Regions from separate parts of the Mus musculus genome. Here region 1 is linked to region 2. Evidence: chromatin contacts called from public Micro-C data. All regions are on one chromosome and are shown on one strand. The core of a region is the stretch at or near the end of the contact, and the rest is flanking DNA. Distances in the headings are between cores, read along the strand shown. Region 1 overlaps Myo16 (myosin XVI). Region 2 has its middle 47 kb from the start of Tnfsf13b.

What was found. Hi-C and Micro-C count contacts between places; a contact is called where the count stands out from the background.
Region 1: a Micro-C map of stem cell-derived motor neurons shows a contact between it and region 2, with 2.4 times the contacts expected there. The contact joins two enhancer-like sites. A contact is called at or near these places in 1 of 39 promoter capture datasets (hippocampal neurons), 1 of 15 datasets of contacts at CTCF or cohesin (hippocampal excitatory neurons), 23 of 484 Hi-C or Micro-C datasets (the AML12 cell line, brain, cerebellar granule neurons and 14 more) and 2 of 115 datasets of contacts at active chromatin or transcription factors (neural progenitor cells and oligodendrocyte precursor cells).

The regions. Positions count from the first base shown.
Region 1 is chr8:10,170,181-10,176,847 of GRCm38.p6, forward strand. The region is part of intron 1 of Myo16 (myosin XVI); the gene reads left to right. Among named protein-coding and RNA genes, the nearest start is that of Myo16, 20 kb to the left of the region's middle. Within about 2 kb of position 3,336, at least 8 of the 459 cell types and tissues checked have an H3K27ac peak or open chromatin away from gene starts, as enhancers often do. A contact at or near this core is called in cerebellum, neural stem cells and stem cell-derived motor neurons, where this site is marked.
Region 2 is chr8:10,050,638-10,057,428 of GRCm38.p6, forward strand. No RefSeq gene overlaps it. Among named protein-coding and RNA genes, the nearest start is that of Tnfsf13b, 47 kb to the left of the region's middle. Within about 2 kb of position 3,009, at least 22 of the 459 cell types and tissues checked have an H3K27ac peak or open chromatin away from gene starts, as enhancers often do. A contact at or near this core is called in cerebellum, neural stem cells and stem cell-derived motor neurons, where this site is marked.

The DNA.
Region 1 (6,667 bases), core at 2,086-4,585, 120 kb after region 2:
TATTGACACCTGTCACAGGTTTCCAGGTACGCATGAGTGGCAATCACCCTCTCACTGTGGGTCACTTTACATGAAAGAAATCTCATTTAAATTCCAGGACAAAATGTAAAGGAATCGTGCCCTTCCTTATTTGGATTTTAGAGATTATTTTTGAGGTCTCCATTGTGAACCTGGAGTTTCTTATATTTTAAGAACTTGTCAGAAAAACTTCTCATTTGGAGGAAGAAGTAGATTTTTGGAATTAGAAAATTAGGGCATATTGATCCCAATTGGTATTTGTCAGAGAGAAAATTAGCTAGTAAAATCCATTGACAATCTGAAACGTTTTCACAATTCATTTAACAGTGATGGAGATTTAAGTTCTCGTCTGTCTTGGGTATATTTAAATCAATAAACGTTTAGCTCTCTGCAGTACGGTTACATACAATTTGAAAGCATAGAAGGGAAATTGCCTCCCATTCATGGAGGAGAAAGCCTGCATTCACTCTCAGGGACAAGGCTGTGGCAGTGGTGGTTTGGGACCACCTACCTGTGTTTCTCTTTCCCAGTGGTTTTCTGACTCTCTGCCCTCTGCTGTCAGCCAGTTGGGAGTCCACCTTGGTTACATTTTCGATGTAACACATAGATTTTTCTGTATTTTCTTCCTCCACCCTCCCTCTCTGCTCTACTCTTCTTTCTCTCTCTCTCTCTCTCTCTCTCTCTCTCTCTCTCTCTCTCTCTCTCTCTCTCTTGATCCCAATTCCTTATTTGGCTTCCTGTTTTCTACTTTAATCCTTCCTGTCAAAAGTATCCAGAGAGCTATCACGCTGAGAGATAGTCATGTGTTGATTGGTCCTCCATATCTCAGTCTAACTGGGAAGGAACAGATTCCTTCCCAGTGAAACAAACAGTAAGGCAGTTGGGGTCCAGCCGATGGGTGAGCATCTGCTCTGGGAAGTGCAGAGGACAGGACATCAATGTCAGAGACACAGAAGGGAGACTTTTGAGACCAGAACAGGGAGGTGGTTTCTGAGAGACACCGAAAGGAAGGACATAGCTCATTTGTATGGCTGCTACATAGAGATTCTATAAGACTTAGTACTTTATTGACGTTTCTTTTTGTAAATTTATGTTGGGAGACAAGCAGAGCAAATGATTGGAACTTTTAAATTGGATTTCAACTTCTTTTAATTATCTACCAATTTCTATTTGCAACACAGTTATCTGCTACACAAGTCTTCTTTCTTGATCCCTTTGGCTGCAGACATAAATGCCTGTAATACAAACATCTTAGGTGTCTGCTTGCTACTTAATACTTAACCCCCTCACCTTCTGTGCAGCTGGCAAGAATACAGTAGCACTCACACTGAAAACTGCCTTCTGTGTGCCTGACAATACGCCCTTGGACCTGGCATGTGGAACCTAAGTCATTTTCCTTATAAATGTAATTATAGTTAATGATCTGTTTTGTAAATACAATGGCTTTTCCTTTCTCTGGGCTGAATTTAAATGTGAAAATAATTAGGAAAATAAGTGTGAACTTTGCACATCTCGGAGATGTTCCTATTATTATGCATATTTTATACTTTGTTCTAAATTTGCATTTATTTCCTTACAAAAGGTCTCAGATTTACTTAGATGTGTGTAAACATTCACTAAAGACACAGGAATCTTTTTACTTTGCATTTTCTTGATCTTTCTTCTCATTAGATGTTTCTAGTGTAATAGATAGTTATTAATTATTTTCCAAATATAAAAGCAAATTGAAGTGAAGCGATAAGACCTAAGCACAGTCAGTATTTTAACAATGTCCTGATATTCTGGAATGGGCAACCATTTTCTTTTTTCTTGGAGATAGGGTCTCACTATGTAACTCTGGCTGTCCTGGAACTCACTGTGTAGACCAGGCTGGCCTCAAACTCACAGAGATCACCTGCCTTTCAAATGCTGGCATTAAAGGCGTGCACCATCATGCCTAGTTAGAATGGGGAGATTTGGACTGGTGAGATGGCTCAGCGGGTAAGAGCACCGACTGCTCTTCCAAAGGTCATGAGTTCAAATCCCAGCAACCATATGGTGGATCACAACCATCCCTAACAAGATCTGACTCCCTTTTCTGGAGTGTCTGAAGACAGCTACAGTGTAGGTACATATAATAATAAATAAATCTTTTAAAAAAAAAAAGAATGGGGAGATTTTTAAGAGGCTGTGATGCAGGCCAGGACTGGCTGAGCATGCTGTATGTCCCCAAGTCCCTCCCTTTTCAGAAAGCACAGACTCCTGTGATTGATGTTACAACATCCTACATGAACGCTCCAACATGTCTGCTCATTCTCACTTCCTAAATTAATGAAGAAGTGATCATGTAATGATAATGTCGGTATCTGCTTCCTGCCCATATATGGATTTTAAAGTGTAGTTTAGAAAAGCCTCCAGTTTGCAAATGGCATAATTCCCAGAGATGCCAGAGTCTAGGTTTTGTGACTCTGCGCATTTCCTTGGGACACTGTGACAGAGCTCCATAGCCTGAGAGACTTCAACAAGCCACATGTGTGATGTCACATCTCTGGGTGTTACTGCCAAACTGAAGGTGTGGGCACTCTTGGCTTCTACTGCATGGAGTAGTGACAAGAATCCGTCTAGCCATGTTCCAGTGGCAGTTCCACTGGCAGATGGATTCTTGTCACTGGACTCCATTCTTGTCTTCTGGACTCCAGCTATGTCCCAGTGCCTGCCCTACAGCTTTTGGGCAGCTTCTTGTCCAAATCATTGCTTCTGGGCATGTCAGTCAGTCAGGGAATATACATGCACATGCATGAGTCACTGTCCTCTGACTGGGATTTCTGGATCTCACCAGGAGCCAGGAACCCATGTTGTGGTGGCTTTCCTGCTCAGCTGGTTCTAGACTCTTGAAACAAGCCCTCAAATCCAGTTATGCCAACTATACTGTCTTGGACATCACCAAAATTTTTAGCAAGCAAAAATCACAGGAAACAAGCCTTTGAAGGCGACATATTGTGCAACCTTGTCTTCATCCTGGGTGGGCTTGAGGGACACCTATGGAGCACACAGCTGTGGAGCTGGGTCATGTGCACATCAGATGATTAACTTAGTAAGGAGGTTTTAAGGATAATCCTAAAAACAAAGCCTGGGTACTTAGGACTCTTTGATCAAATGCATTGTACCTAAACTTACGTTATTGAGAAATTTAATTACGTTACTCTTCCACACACTTTCTGGGTGTCTTGCCTGAGCAAACAATACCATTTCTTTTCATAAGCCTGGCAACACATGAGGCCCCACGTCTCTCCACACTGGAGCTCCAAGAGGGGGCTGGGGAGGGGGCTGCAGAGGCCAGCTGGTGAGTGCAGAATTAATTACAGATCGCTGCTCTCAAAAGTGCAGACATGGGTGACCACCCTCCTCCGATGGCAGTGGCAGCTGTCCCTGCCCTTTTAGGTTTCTAGTCACAGGGCAGACACTTCTTCCTTTTCTTTGGGAGCATATGTCGCGAGCTTTGGGATTTGGATCCCAGAAGCTCAGATGCTGAGTCTGTAGAAAACTGCTGTTGTCTGAAGGACCCATCGCAGGATTTGTTAATTCACCAAATTTGACATTTATTTATTTATTCATGTAAATAAGTACGTTTCAAAAAAGCAGCTAGCTTAAGGTATGCCCCATGTGACTTAAAGCAGGAAGCTTCCAGAGAGAATGTGATTGATGCTTCCTATTCGTATTGGATTTGAGGTGGGGAGAGAGGGCAAGATTCAGATGCAGCCAGAGGACTGCTGTGTTCAGGGTAGCAGTTTTTATGAAGTTGGAAAAGTGGATTTGATAACTTGGCAATAAGATTGGCATGCTAGTCACCTCAAAATACAACTCACATATTAATACTCTCGTAATATAGTTTGCATATTAGTTCCAGTTTCTCACTCCACCTACAGTGCTTGAACTTTGGTGAAAGCATCTCATTAATGGATGTGCTGGATAAGCTGTGGATATTCTGTTTTATTTCTGCCTCTAGTGGTCACTAAGCCCCAGAGTCTGCTGTCAACTCCCCCTCTAGCATCTTTCTTCCATCCCCAGGAGAAGCTGAGAAATGCCAGAGTCTGAGCTCTGAAGCTGATGAACCTCGGGCCTTGAATCTTACTTTCAGCAAACACTGTTCTTGTCTGCTTGCTGACAAATAAGGTCAAGTTGTTGAATTTGGATGAAATCACAAACCCCTGTGAGGCCACAGATGGCGAGATAATTACCAAGAGACTGGTGCCTGCAACCCCACTGCCTTTGACAAAGTGGCTCATGGCTTTCAGCAAGCAACACAGCTTTCCAAGACAAACTTCTGCAAAAGTAGCTTTGCACAGTTAGCATGTGCAAACAAGGACTTGGAACTATGTCACTAAAAACCCTCCTGGACTTAAAGAAAAACACTGTTTTCAGCCTTAGCAAACCGGGCGTTTCACAAGGTATTCAAGTTTAATTGATAAGACACAGGTCAAGTTTAGAGTCAGCTTCATTGTGGTAACATTTCCCCAGTACCTGTGTCCCAGCTTTCTTTTGTTCAGAGTGCATTGTGTTGGGTAAGCACACACTTTGTTCCTCAGGTACCCTGATCTCTAGCTTGCAGGTGTTTGCTTAATCAATCACAGAAATCCGTGCTTATAATTCCCTATAGATCCCCCTTTTAGGAACCGTTTCACCTGTATCATTGCAAGCATTCCCAGCAGTTTGGGTGTCTGCATTGATCTGTAGTGAGTGGCTGAGTAGCCACTGCATGGGAAGTGGCTTTGCTAGCCTTCCTGGGCCTACAGTGCATACATGCCCAAGCCATTTCTGTGAAAGCAAGCTCTTGCCTGTCAGGGGTGTAGGCACCGAAGCAGCACTAACATGCCTGCCTTCTTTAGAAGATATTCTTAGCTTTCTCCTTGGCTTTCCAGCGCTCTATCTTGGCAGGTGTGCCAAGGACAGAACATCACTTGCTGCGACCTCTATGATGCCCTGGCAGCATGTGTCTTTGGTGTGACTCCCTCCTGGCAGTTGACTTTCTGGCCTGTTATTCCATTATATTGAACACATGGGAAATCGGTACCTGCAGGCTACCCATGAGTCCACTGTCACAACAGGCTCACACAGAAGTAAAGTTTAACACTTATGTGAAACCAACACTCAGTGGACTGGGGTGGGATGTGCACTTGTTATTCAGAGAGATCTCTGATGATGCAGGGTTTTATCCTAACTGAAAGCACTGTAACAGGGATGAGGATACACACACACACACACACACACACACACACACACACACCAGGGAACAGACTCTGCACTCACCAGATGGCACAACCTGGGGCTATTTATGGAGATCTGAGGACAGAATTTGGAACAACAAACAGATACAATGCCAAGAAAAAGTCAAGACACTAGGACGGTGAGGAAGTGAGATGTTTAGCTAGCCTGAAACAAATGTGGCAGGGCTGAAGTGTGCGCCCCTGTGTTAACTAGGAAATGCACAGTCCTTGATGATAATGCTCTGTGGCTGGCAGTGTCCTCTCCTTCCCTTGCCCTCTCTCTATTCCCTTCAACTACATTCCACTTCTTTGCCCTTCTTACATCATTCTTTTTAGCACACACATCTTGTGTGTGTGCACACGTGCAAGCATACATGCGCGTTTGCATGTGCTCATGCGTGTTTGTGAGCCTGTGTGGGGATACCCAAGGTTGGTATCCATTGCTCTCCACTTTAGTTACTGAGGTGGACTCTCTCCCTGCACCCAGAGTTCACCGATTCTATGTAGTCTAGCGAGTCAGCATCACCCAGGGATCCCCATCTTGACCTCCTGGATGTTAGGATTTCAGTGGCTTCCACACTTCCTTGATTTTTTTAAAGATCTTTAAATTTTTGTATTATGTATGTGTGGGTGGGTGTGTGCAAACTAGTGCTGGTGTCCATGGAGGTCAGAGGCTCTGTAGGTGATTGTTAGCCACCCAACCTGAGCGAAGAAACCGGAGTGTGGGGCACTGTGGGAGAAGCGAGAATTCTAACCATCGAACCATTTCACCAACACAGTCTGCCTGTATTTACAGGAATGTTGTGTGGCAAGTACTTTTGTCTGCCTGTGCCACTCTCAGAGTTAACCTTCCAGGCAGGGTCAGAAGTTGTAAGTCAGGCAGCAGCCTCCCTCCCCTGTAAGCTCCTCCCATTCTTTTGTAGTCACCAAATTATTCAGAACACTTGCTCCAGGAAACCCTTCTGTTCTGACCCATTCCAACTTCAAATAATCCCCTGGCTCTAAATACTGAGCCCTTTCGCCAAGCTCTCCTAATCCTCAGCTGTCAAATTGCTGCCCTTAATATGTCTCACAGGTAGGTTTGCTCTGGTCTCTGATGATCCCTGGTTTGAGGTCACTAGATTAATGGGGTGTGCAGGGAGAAAGGTGGGGTGGACACAGGTTCTTTAGGTTCCAACCCCCAAGAGGAGCATGCAAGCCCCGCCCCGTTGACTCAGTTTGCATAGCTCACACATTTCCATTTGAAGCCTGTTTTGTAGTAAGCTAAAGTGTTCCTGTTTGGAAGCACAGGGCATCCAGTAAGGAAGGGACACCATCTCTGCGTAGTCGTGGACTTGTGCCCCCTCCCTCATTAAAACAGTAGGGAATCGAATCGTCTCTTTGTTCACCAGAGGTCACAGTGTTTA
Region 2 (6,791 bases), core at 1,759-4,258:
TGTAAAATTATCTCCCTGTCCCCTTGTGTCTGCAGTTTCATTTATAGGTGTTTAGCACACTTCTCCTGGGAAATGCTTAGGCTTTGCCTTTCGTTTCTGAGTTTAGCTGTGTTCCATCTATGTTCACATATACATATACAGCCTTTTATCTAAGTGCCCAATGGGTTAGGCAGCTTCTGAGACATGGCTGCATCTGCTGTGCACCGGCAAGGATGCACGTGATACCTTGCCATGGTGGTCCTACCCTTTGTGGTGACATTTTGGTTTCTAATCATTAAAAGTAGACACCCTAGTGCTACCACCTCATACGGTGACATGAAGGGAGGATAGCAGGAGAGAGTGCTGTGCTCCCAGGCAGACCCATAGCCATGCTCCTGTTGTCTAGAGCACTCTGACAGGCACCTTTTACAGTTTGCAAGTGCATATTCAAATGCTCCAAGGGGAGGCCGCACCAATGTTTTAAAATTTTGGACCATGGGATCCACCAGAGATGGAGACCTTTGGTCATCGTTGAGGGAAGTTAACTGAGTGACTATGTAAGAGCGGGGAGGCATCACGATCTTGAACAGCATTCATTTCTCCAGTGTACACTCTATTCTCTTGGGACTAAGCAGCTATCATCCAGAGCAGCTGAGTCACACTGCTCTGAGAGCTTTCCATAACTCTCTGGACTTCGGGATGCAGACTAGATCTTAGCTTCCCACCCAGGATGTCTCCCGAAGTTGTACCACCATCCTTCATTATGAAAGACAAATTACACACACACACACACACACACACACACACACACACACACACACACCCCACACATATATTTACACAAACACCACACACATCATATACACTCACATACATGCACACACACACAAACACCTCCCCACACCAGACACACTACACACACACACACACACACACACACACACACACACATAAACACCCCCGCTATACACCACACATAGTACACACACATTTACATACACACACTCACACACCACAACACAACACAACACACACACACACACACACACACACACACACACACTTCACTGTCTACACAATCTGTGCCAATGACTGACTGGTCACATCACACCATTAATAAATGGCAGTGTGTGAGAATGCAATATGAAAGCATTTCATTTCTGACGTCACAGAAGCTGGCAGCTGGCTTCTGGAGAAAACAGGAAGATAAGGAAAGGCATGAGCAGAGAGGACTGAGGTGAGGCCCTAATGCTCATAGGCTATGTTATCTGTTCGAGTTTTCTTTTGTTGCTGTGCCTAAGCTCCCTGTCTAAAAGTGGAATAGGGCAAAAAGTGTTCCTTTGGTTTCTAATTCCAGGCTACAATCCACCACCACTGCAGGGAAGCAGCTGAGAATCAGCTGCAGTAACCACACCCTGGTTTAATTTTTACACAGTAACAAAACCCCCTTGTTCTGGGACTCAGTGCAGATAAAAATTTGGTTTAACAAATGCTGCCTGAGGGATTCCTTCTTGGTGCCTTTGTTTCACTGTGATAGAAAGGTGAATGTTTGTTCTGACACTGTTCGTTTAGTTTATAGAAACACCACTTCCTTGTTAATGTTTGAACAAACTATCCCACTCAGAGAAGGGTTGTTCCCATGTCAGTCCCTCTAGAAGCCTCTCATTCGCCTGATCCAGCCAATTGATCTCTGCAGCTCCATCTCCAGACCTCTCCATCCATCGCCGAATGGGCACAGGTGACCGTGCCAATATTGCTTAACCAAGTGTATACTTCCCCCCAGGACAATCAAGTAAAATAACACTCACTTTCTCCTGAAACGACAAACTCCTTTCAGTCTACTGGTAGGGTTTGTAATGTCTTATCTTTCACTATTCCTGTATCTTTGACAATTTCTTAAATGTATTTTTATAATTTTTTATTTAAATCTTTGTAATATATTGAAGTAGATGAAATTATCTCCCCTCCAAATAATACCCATAAGACTATCCAGAGTGTCACAATTACCAAAGTTCGAGGACCTGCATCTGTCAATGTATTTGCTGTTACAAACAACAACAAAAAGCCAGAAGAAATGATAACTTAACAAAGAGTGAGTAGAGTTATGGCCCCCAAAGACTTAGTAGACTCAGATATTTTAGCAATTTATTTAAGAAGCACTATGATTGAGAAATCATTTGCTAAATATTCATTTTCAATTAGGCTTTTAAGTGGAATGTCTCATATTCACCCCAGTTGTAGTGAGCCAAATTACTTTGGCTAAATTGCTTTCAGCCTAATCAGATGCTATTTCTTAATACGAAGCCTCCTGTAACTACTAGCAATTAATTGAAGCAGCCTTAAAGATCCTCTTCCATTAGAGAGATTGTCTTCAGGGATCAGTCATTTTTATGATGTTTGTGAGAAAAAAAAAAAACCAGAATAAAGAACAGGTTCCCTACTGTCAGCTGTCAGGGTATTCCCTCGGTTCTGTTCTGCTGCTTGCTTAAGAAGGCTCAGTGGTAGAGTCATTGACTGTCATGCATGAGTTTGGGTTTAGTTCCTAAACAAGGGGGAGGGAGGGAGGGAGGGAGGGAGGGAGGGAGGGAGGGAGGGAGAGAGAAAGAGAGAGGGAGGGAGAGAGAGAGAGAGAGAGAGAGAGAGAGAGAGAGAGAGAGAGCTGCTCAGAGCAAACACCCAGATTTCTGACCTTAATCAGGAACTTGTGTGAAAACACCCTCTTCTTAGAAGAGAGGCAAGGCTCTGTGAAAGAGTACTTATTTATTTAAGCTCACTGAGAACAATAATGCCCTTTGAAAATGATGTCTCGTGTAATTTTAATATTACAAGAAACACTTTCTTTGTCAGCCACAAATTCAAAGCTTCACAAGATCATATTCTCATCATTAAAAATTTTATATAATTTTCAAGCGGCTTAATTTATTACAGGGAAAGATTAAGACCATGAGAAAATTGGGTTTCAGTCCCATCCAGCGTCTTAATGTTGAGCATAAAAGGCTTTATAGTAGTTGCCACTAGGTGGGGGCAGCACAGCAGTTGCTTCTGCTCGGAGCATCTAAGAATAGAAAGCCTTTCTTAGAGATAGAGAGGAACCACAAATCTGGAATGCTTCTGCTAATTATAAGCAGCCTCTTTGAAAGAGGAGTTGAATTTAATTACAGGGACTTCTTTCCTCCACATCACCTGTCCTGCTTAGTTAGGGAAAGCCCATACCCTGGCCCCACACTTTCTTCACTCTCTTGTGTTCATCCCTTCTCAGGGGCTGCAGCAGATGACAGCCACGCTGCAATGGTGAGTGAGGGCAGAGCAGAAGACATCTGGAGAGTGTGGGTGAGCAAGCTCAGCATAGGAAGAGCTCAGTGCTGTATCTCAGAGACAAGAGACCTGATCTTCTTTAACACTGCAAAGCAGAGATGCATTTTGATACAGTGTGCCTATTGCCAAGAAGGGGTAAGACAAAGGAAGACTTTTGGAAGGCACTTAGGACCTGACGTTCTGGATGAGAACTGACAGGACCTTGCTTTTGCTTCTGTATTCTCTCTCTCCCTTCTCTCTCTCCTCTCTCTTCTCTCTCTCCTTTCTCCCTCTCTCCTTTCTCTCTCTCTTCTCTCTCTCCTTTCTCTCTCTTTCTCCTCTCTCTGTCTCTCTCTGTCTCTCTCTCTGTCTCTCTCTCTCTCTCTCCTCTCTCTCTTCTCTCTCTCTTCTCTCTCTCCTTTCTCCCTCTCTCCTTTCTCTCTCTCTTCTCTCTCTCCTTTCTCTCTCTTTCTCCTCTCTCTCCCCCCTCTCTCTGTCTCTGTCTCTCTCTGTGTCTGTCTCTCTGTCTCTCTCCCTCTCCTCTCTCTCTCTCTCTCTCTCTCTCTCTCTCTCTCTCTCTCTCTGCACATATATATGGATCAGTGCTCAGGAGTACCCAGGAGAGTTAGATCCCCTGCAGTCACAAATAGTTGTGAGCTGCCTGACCTGGTGGTACCAGGACCCAAACTCTCTACCAGAGCAGCAAGGGCTCTTACCTTCGAGCCAACTCTCCATCTTTGTCTACTTTTGATGTGACTAAGACAACAAGGGCCCCAGCAGTAAATATAGTGTGCAGCTAGTGACAGACCAAAAACTGTGGTCACTGTTAGCGGTTTTGGTTTCCAAAATACTGAAACTGACTATGGGCTTCACAAAAAATTGTTATTCTCAATTTTTTCACACATTAAACACGGTGAACATCCACAACTGCTTGAAAGAAAATCACCTGCTTCCATCAAGGTAATGGTCTGAAGCATCGTTATTTACAGCTGTTAAAAGACAGTTGTTGTGGGCTGGGCATGGAGGAGCAGCAAATCTTTTCAATTAAAAGACAGATTTAGTGCTGGAGCAACAGCTCAATGCTTAAGAGCAGTGGTTGCTCTCACACGGATTAGGGTTCAGTCCTAAGCATCCCAACAAAGGTTCACAACTGCCTGTAACTCCATTTCCAGCAGATCTAACCCTATAGCTCACAACTGCCTGTAACTCCAGTTCCAGCAGATCTAACTCGATAGCTTTTTTTCACATGTAAAAACTTGGTACAACCAGGCACATACATGGTGCAAATTACATATGTGCAAGCAAAAGCACTCAAATGTATAAAATTAGAATAAATTAATCTTAAGACATAGAGTGGCTGAACAGATTGGAAAATTGAGGATTTAAACTGTGTATGGCAAACTTGAGGAAGTTGACCATTCTCAGCGAAAGAAGTAAGGGCTTGGCTCTCTAGACTACTCTGGACCCCTGAACAAGCTGAAAGCTTGTGTTTCATGGAATATACAGTAACGAACAATATCTTTTACTAACCATGGCATTTGGGATACTTTTTGCGTCTTCTAAAAGAAGACACATCAAGACTAAAAAGTCTAGTCCCCTGTAATGTAATCTTACCTGGAGATTGAGAAACAGGTGTTGCAACATTCGAGTCACCCAGAATTCACAAGGGTGAGTCTCAATCCAATTGGACAGACGAGGAAAGCAGATCTTGAACTTGGCCTCACACAGGGAGGCTATCATGTGAGCAAGACACTTATCTCCAGTGAAGAGGTGAACACAGGGCAGCCCTTGCCCATGCACCCTCCGGAGGAGGCTGAGGCATGCTGAGCTGACTGACTTCTCTGGCCTCCTCAACTGGAGAGAGCCACTCACTGTTGTTCCTCCATCTGGTCCTTATGGCTTCACAGCACCCCTTGCAGACTCATGAGGATCAACAAAGCTTATTCTGGAAGCAGAGGTTTCTCATAAACATTTCAAACTGAAAAGATCCCACCTAAGAAACTCATGCTATGAAACTCGGGGACTTCCAGTGAGTAGCCGTGAGGAAGAAACATTGTAGCTAGACTTAGGGAGGATGGTATCTAAGGCTGGCAGAAACTTGGGGCTGCTGGTTTCTGATACAGATTAGCAGTAGATCTCCTTTGGCTGGTGACCTCACACTCTGGCCTGCTCTCTGTTTTGCTTTCATCATTCTCTGTGGGAAGACCCTGCTGGCAGGTCAGGGAGTGTAGTTTCCATTACTCCTATGCCCCATTCATACAAGGAATAAGTTGGAAATACTTAGAAATATTCCTGTGAGTAAAACAAATTTACTTGTGTTTCTTATCCGTATGACTTGAGGATTAGATATTTCTGCGTTTGCTTTTGTGGAGACATCTGCGAGCTCGAGGTCAGGAATCTACTATTTCCAATCTTATTCTAATAAACACATGATTGAAACTTGCTAAATATCGCTGCCAAAGGCACTCTTGTCACATGATACATATAACTGTAAAGGATTCCAAGGGGTCTGAGTTAATTTTTGAGGTTAAAACTCCTAAAACTCAACTAAACACCCGAATTCTGTCACCTTTCTCTTTCTGTATGCCACAGGGTTTACGGTGTAGTGAGGCTTTGCTGAAGGGGCTGGGTACTGAAATGGGAGGAGGGAGGAGCCTCAGGTAAAGAGGACAAGGATGCCATCTGCATGCTGTGTCCTCACTGGCACAGTCGGCCTAACCTGCACTCTGGATGCGGCTGAAGCAAATGAATGATTTGAACAGGAACATAGTCCAGTATGTAACCTGGACTTGTAAGACTATGGAGACTTCCCAGCAGTGGGTGGTTTGTCAGGGTGAAAGAAAGCATTACAGGAGGCCTTGGAAGGCAGGCAGACCACATTCAAGCCACTGGCTCAGAGGAAGCAGCCTGTGGAAGCACATAAGCCAGAGGGTGGACATAACCTACTACAGACTGTGGTATTCCTTCAGATCCATCCTATTGAAAACAATGAGTGTGGCCATGGTGTGACTGTGGCTGTGGCTTCTTTGGCCCCTGCAGCCTTCCTTGACCACAGAAGGTTCTGTGCACCCGGGAGGACCTGGGGTGACAAGCAAACATCATACTCACCTGAGGCCTTGCTGTGTCTCTGCTTCAAGTGTGGTGTCTTCCTGGTTCCATGGCAAGCTCAAGTGGAATCAACCCCACTCTATATCCCAACTCTCATTTTCATCCCTCCAGAGCCCTGGCCATCTCTTGTGGCTGGTTGAGAAGTTTTCCTGTTGCCTTTAAGACTGGATAACACATCAGCAAGCATTGCTTGGCTGTCTGTTTCAGCCACGGGGGTTGCTGTACCTGAAAAGAAGCAGTTTTGACCCCACAGGTGCACCAAGCTGAGTGCAGCAGATGAGAGATGTGCGAGGAGAGGAAGGCAGGGACTTCACTTCATTCACTAAACTTGGCTGAGAAGGGAGGCTGAGAGAAGGCGGATGCCATGCCCTCCTGTCTCCCAGCCTTGGTCAGCTGAAAGGCTCTCTGCA